Regions from separate parts of the Mus musculus genome. Here region 1 is linked to region 2. The links are chromatin contacts, called in public Hi-C maps. All regions are on one chromosome and are shown on one strand. Each heading gives the region's core, a stretch centred on a gene start, on an enhancer-like site or on the middle of the called end of the contact. The rest is flanking DNA. Distances are from core to core; before and after follow the strand shown.

Region 1 (2,840 bases), core at 35-2,534, 180 kb after region 2:
GGCCCCCAAGCTACAGCTGGCGTCACATGCTATCTCCCTTTAATTTTCTCTAGTTAAAAACAAGATCTCAGTCCCAGAATGCTTATTCTTTTTCACACTCAAAGAAACCCAAGAGCACATACTCACCCCATCTAGTCGATCAGGTTTTTTGTCTCTTCTTCTCCCACACCCCCTCCCCCTCTTCCTCCTTTTTCCTTTTGATCCATCGTGCAGCAATCAACTGTAATGATCTAGTAGCAACCCCGCCCACTCCTTAAGACAGCTGTGATGACTGCTAGGGGACCTTCCATGGTTCAGTTTCAGTCTAGAGAAGATAGGAGACAGCAGAATCAACAGTCTGCAATCCCTGGCCAAACTAAGGCTTTGAGGCACCACTTCCTTCTCAGATGATTTGCATAATTTGGATCTATTTTCCAAGTTCCCTTTCAGTATCTTGTTTTGAAAGGAGGGCTCAGGGTGTGTCATCAGAACAAAAGGTTGATGCTGCCTGTCGACTCCTGCTAAATAATGCATTTGGAAAGAGAGACACCAGGAGACACCAAGGCTTCTTGGCTTCTGCTTATCAGCCTAGACTCAGTTTAATTTCCCAGTTCACACTTCCAAAATCTGGGCAGCAGCAATGTCTAGTTAGCTACATGACCACGTCCTTCAGGGTGGTGGGCGAGGGCAGCTGGGCAATAGAAGGCTGCTAGTTTGTGTTGATTGTGTGGCCTGGCCTGAAGAGCCTCCTGGGACCAGCGGTGGTGTGCAAATTAAAGTCGGCCTGGCCTGAAGGTCAGCAGCCGTCCCCCAGCAATGACTGGCCGTCCCAGCCCACTGCCCTTGAGAAATTGGTATACTGCAAAACATATTTGCTCAGACACAGAGAGAAAACGATTCTTCACCTAATTACATCCATTTGGCTCTGGACACATAGATCCGGTCCCTTTATGAGGAAACAAAGCAAGCAAGAAAGAGACGACCACACTTCTCTGTTTCTAAAAATCTCTCCAGATGTTCTATGGGCAAGCTGTGTGACAGAAGTGAGATGGTATGCCCGTGTGCTTTGTGAATATACATGCTACATAAACAGAGGTGGCAGAAAGCCAAATCATTGCAACCTACTGTAAGACTTCCTTACACAGATAGTGTAGACAGGATTCATCTACAGATGGCTTCTAACCACTAATGCCTTCTCACTAGCCTGTGGCAAAACAGCATTCTCTCTCTGTCGCAGAGGCCTCTGAGCCTGGCAGTTCAGCCTTCAACTCTTTAAGGCCATGTCTTTATTCATTGGCAGAAAAGGCTGTGTTAGCCAAGCATTTCACATGTAAGTGACATCATTAACTAAGAGCCGAATCAATGGGAAGAGGAACCCAGAGGAATGTTCCAGAAGTAACTATGTCATAGTCTGGGATCCATACAACCTTGGGATTTCAGTCTAAGGAGTCTGGTATTTTCAAGTTTGGAGGGGCAAAAACAGAAAGTAGTTTTGCACAAGGAGGTCACAGAGCCTTTGTCTGCTCCGAGGTCTAACCAGACAGTCACCTTCAATCCTTGTCTAATTCTTCCCCGTTCTCATTCCATCTACATTTGCTCCTCCAATTCTATCTTTTTACATCATTCATTGACACTAAAATATGACATTTTTCTCAGGTTTAGTTATCTTTTAACAGAAATCAATGCTAAAGAGATAAAACTCAGCACATATCTCAGACCTTGGTCATGGACGAATGTCAGGTCATGCCAGCTTTTCCGGCATTGCCGAGCAGCCAGGCCTAATAGAGGTCACCACTCCCCCTGACCTGTGCTGGGGTCCCAGCACCATTGCCTATGGCTACAGCTTTCTATCTGTAGTCATGCAAAAGGCTAGAAATCATCTCCAGCATTTGATCCCGGAGCCCTGTGAAAATATGGTCTCAAAGAAATAAGGGTAAGAGGACAGGGAGAGCGGCTTTTGGCCCTCACCTCCCCCAAATTCACCTGAAAAGAAGGTGCTCATTACCACACAGTTACCACGAGGAGGAGCCTTGCAGAAAGCAGCAGAGTCTTTCTCAGAAAGGCTTTTGAAACCCCCCAGTTTAATGGGATTGTACAGCTTAAGAACAAAGAGTTACAAAACCCTAATGTGCCGCTTACGACGTTATCGCCAACCTAGTTTCCAGTCTTTAAGGGAGCACGGTGGCTTTTCTAGTTATTTTGTCTTAATTTGCAAGCAGTCCTGGCTGAATTGTTCATTTATTTCTAAGATCATGTCGTTAGTTACAAGGTTAAGATTCAAACGGGCAGGGGAGAAGAAAAAGGCTAGCTGCTAGCAAGAAAAATGGATCCTGTGACCTTTAGCAAGCATTTTGGTTGCAAGGCACGGGTTTCATTACAGCTAATGGTGAGAGCAAACACGGGCAGGAGTGGGCCCTTCACCTTCAGCCCCACGGGAGTCCCAGCTGCAGGTTCTATCTGGCTCTCCCACCTGCACAGCCGGAGCACCTTTGGGTCTCATTCTAGAAGAGTTTTCTCTTTGTTCTTGACCATAAGCATGTCTTATTCTTGAGACCATAGTGCACCCCTAAAAACAGGCTTGTCTGCCTGGATTCATGAGTTCAACCTTAAGAGAACAATTTTATTCAAATGATGTATACTAATATTTAGCTCGGAAAGAAAGTAGTACTAAAAAAGAGGAAAAAAGGGAGGGGAAGAGGAAGGGAAAGAGGGAAGAAGGGGGAGGGAGGGAGGGAGGGAGGGAGGAGAAAGGAAATATAAAGAGATTAGATTGACAATATATAGAAAAAAGGAGGAAGGAGGAAGAGAGGGAGGAAGGGAAAAAGGGAGAGGTGGAGGGAAGTAATAGAGATGTATGTTAT
Region 2 (2,879 bases), core at 147-2,646:
ACTGTGGATCCCACCTGAGCTCCTGATGGTTATGTATCAGCTGTATCTACACTCCAAAGAGAGAGACCTCAGAAAGGGCCCCTAACATTCATATCTGTGTGCTCTCTGTAGGTGTTTGGGTTTGGCTGGTCTTCACTCTCTTGTCCCATTTCAACCCTCTCAATCAATATTCATTTGTATTTCAAAAAAATCACATTATTTACATTAATCCAAGTTCTCCCTCTGAATTCCTTTTGGAAATTGAAGAACTGTGAACATTTCTATGCAGCAGTATTCTCTATGTCTTCATCGTTTCACACCCTCAGTAATTGTTCTTGGCAAAGGTGTTTGGTTTTCTGTCCATCCGTGCTGTGTGTTGCCTGGATAAAGAAGTGAGGACTAGCCATCCACACTGGAAGTTTAAGACCTCTCGGGCTGCAAGAGAGGAAGTATTAAAAGAATGTCAAATTGGGATTCTATGAATATAAATGGTCAGATACACCAAAACATAAAAGCAAGCAAAAGTTCTCTTGGTTCTAATTGGTTCAGCCTCTGAAATTTGATACTTTAATTGCGGTGTTCTTGGACTTCTACCTAGGAGTGATTATTGGAAGGAGCTTAAGCTTTTGCCTATAAGGTGGCTGCAGAGAAGAGGCAAGAGCCAAGCTTCAAAATGAGTCTGCCTGGAGCAGAAATCAATAAAAGAAAAAGAAGGAGGAGGAAGAGCAAGAAGAGAAGGAGGAAGAGGAGAAAGAAGAGGACAGGGGGAGGGGGAGGAGGATAAGAGAAGGGAAGATAATGCAAGATAATGATTGATACAGATAGACAGACAGACAGATATGTAGATGATAGACTGATAGATGATAAATGGATAATAAATAAAAGATAATTGATTGATAGACATCTGATATGCATACAGAGATGAGAGAAAGAGATGATGGATAATTAAGTAGGTAAACAGATAATGCCAAACATAGACATGATAGATGAATGATATAGCTGATAGGTAAATGTTTGATAGAAGCATATATTTTAGTTATATAGAGATAGACAGACACTCAAGAGGAAATTAAGTAGGTTATTAAAATGATAAGTAAGTACTATTATTTTCAAAGTAAATTTCAAAATAAGAGTCTCAAATGCATTACTCTAATTTGTCATTTTGTTGGGAAAATTTTCCCCTTTCTCTTCAAAGAAATATTACCTGGGGTTCATTAAACAAGGGCTTGACAAATAGATTATGAAACTACCTACAAAGACAGGCAATTTTTATTTGTCTTTGAATTTTAGCCGTTCATTAGTCCACTTTTTACCTTTATTTGTTTTCAAGAAGTGAGGAAATGTGGGTGTGTCACAGGGTGTGTGTTAAGGTCAGAGGGCAACTTCCAGGAGAAGTTTCTTACCTTATGCCATTTGAATTCCAGGGATCAAACCCAGGTCCTCAGGCTTGGGGCAAATGCCCTTAGCCCTGAACCATCTTAGCAGCTCTGTTAGCTCACTTCCCCAGCAGAATCCTTCTCAGCTATGAAAAGGAGGAAACCGCAGTCTCCACTAGGGAAGGAGACTACCAGAGGGAAGCAATGCTTCAGCAGAGCCCCACGGAGGGGAGGGGGCTTTGAACTGTACTGGAAACCAAAGGCGACCTATTAAACTCCAGTACAACTTTTTACCATCTCGTTCTAAGGAGACCAACTCTCTTTAAACATGGGTCCTGTTTGCACACCAATCTAAATGAAGGATTATAAATAAACTATATATGAGGTGGTTGGGGAGATGGCTCAGCAGTTAAGAGAACTTGGGGCTCTTGTAGAGGAACTAAACTCAGTTCCCAGCACCTACACTCGGCAGCTCACAACCATCCATAACTCTAGCTCCTGCCGTCCTCTAATATCTGCAGGCACAAGCAAACACACATGTACACACCCACATATATATTTTTTAAATCTTGAGAAAAGGAAAAACATGAATTCACGTGACTGAATAGGCTCAGAGTCTCATCCTGAAACCCAGCAAGCAGCTTTACTCAGTGTCCTCATTTTTTTATTAGATATTTTCTTTATTTGCATTTCAAATGTTATCCTCCTTCCTGGTTTCCCCTCTGAAAATCTCCTATCCCATGCCTCCTCCCCCTACTCACCAACTCAACCACTCCCACTTCCCTGTCCTGGCATTCCCCCACACTGGGGCATCAAGCCTTCTCAGGACCAAGGGCTTCTTCGCCCATTGATATCTAACAAGGCTATCCTCTGCTACATATGCAGCTGGAGCCATGGGTCCATCCATGTGTACTCTTTGGTTGGATTTAGTCCCTGAGAGCTCTGGGGGTACTGGTTAGTTCATATTGTTGTTCCTCTTCTGGGGCTGCAAGCTCATTAAGAAATCTATCACAGCCTGCCTTCGTAAAATGAGGGAAGTCTGCAGCTCTCCAACCCTTCCTTTCCTCAGGCATCTTTATCACACTCGTCCTAGAAATCCAGAGTCAGTGAGAAACACCCTACACTCCTCAGTTTATTTTTTATAAAGCTCCATTCACTTCCCATCCCCCGCACCAGCCTTATCTGAGCCAGTCACTTCAGAGTGACTTTGTGGCTCATTGACTTTTGGGTAGGGTTGCAGCCCAGTACAACTGTGTGAGCATCCCCACCTCCAATTATCAGGTACACTACCACTGACTGCCCCAAACTCAGATATCCTCTGACTCTCAGGTCAGTGTCCCCTGGCTGATGTATACATAGGAAGAGGATCATACCTTTTATCTTATTGTGATGACTCTTGGATCAACAAGAACAACAACAAAATCATGGAAATAGAGCAAAAGAATGAAGAGCTGGGAAGCACAGGGTGCCTGAAATTTTGTTTTGCTAGGACATTGTTAAAGCCAAGTGTTGAGGATTGTTTAG

The links. A called contact is a pair of places that touch in the nucleus more often than the background predicts.
Region 1: a Hi-C map of liver shows a contact between it and region 2, with 3 times the contacts expected there. The contact joins two enhancer-like sites. A contact is called at or near these places in 6 of 484 Hi-C or Micro-C datasets (the AML12 cell line and liver), 1 of 115 datasets of contacts at active chromatin or transcription factors (differentiating embryonic stem cells) and 1 of 9 other capture datasets (embryonic stem cells).

The regions. Positions count from the first base shown.
Region 1 is chr9:74,700,922-74,703,761 of GRCm38.p6, forward strand. It overlaps Gm40533 (a long non-coding RNA gene), which reads right to left. Exons shown (of 3, transcript XR_870920.1): 3 at 2,836-2,840. Among named protein-coding and RNA genes, the nearest start is that of Gm40533, 9.1 kb to the right of the region's middle. Within about 2 kb of position 1,285, at least 5 of the 459 cell types and tissues checked have an H3K27ac peak or open chromatin away from gene starts, as enhancers often do. A contact at or near this core is called in liver, where this site is marked.
Region 2 is chr9:74,521,270-74,524,148 of GRCm38.p6, forward strand. It overlaps Gm33459 (a long non-coding RNA gene), which reads right to left. Exons shown (of 2, transcript XR_379628.2): 2 at 1-414. Among named protein-coding and RNA genes, the nearest start is that of Gm33459, 6.0 kb to the right of the region's middle. Within about 2 kb of position 1,397, at least 3 of the 459 cell types and tissues checked have an H3K27ac peak or open chromatin away from gene starts, as enhancers often do. A contact at or near this core is called in liver, where this site is marked.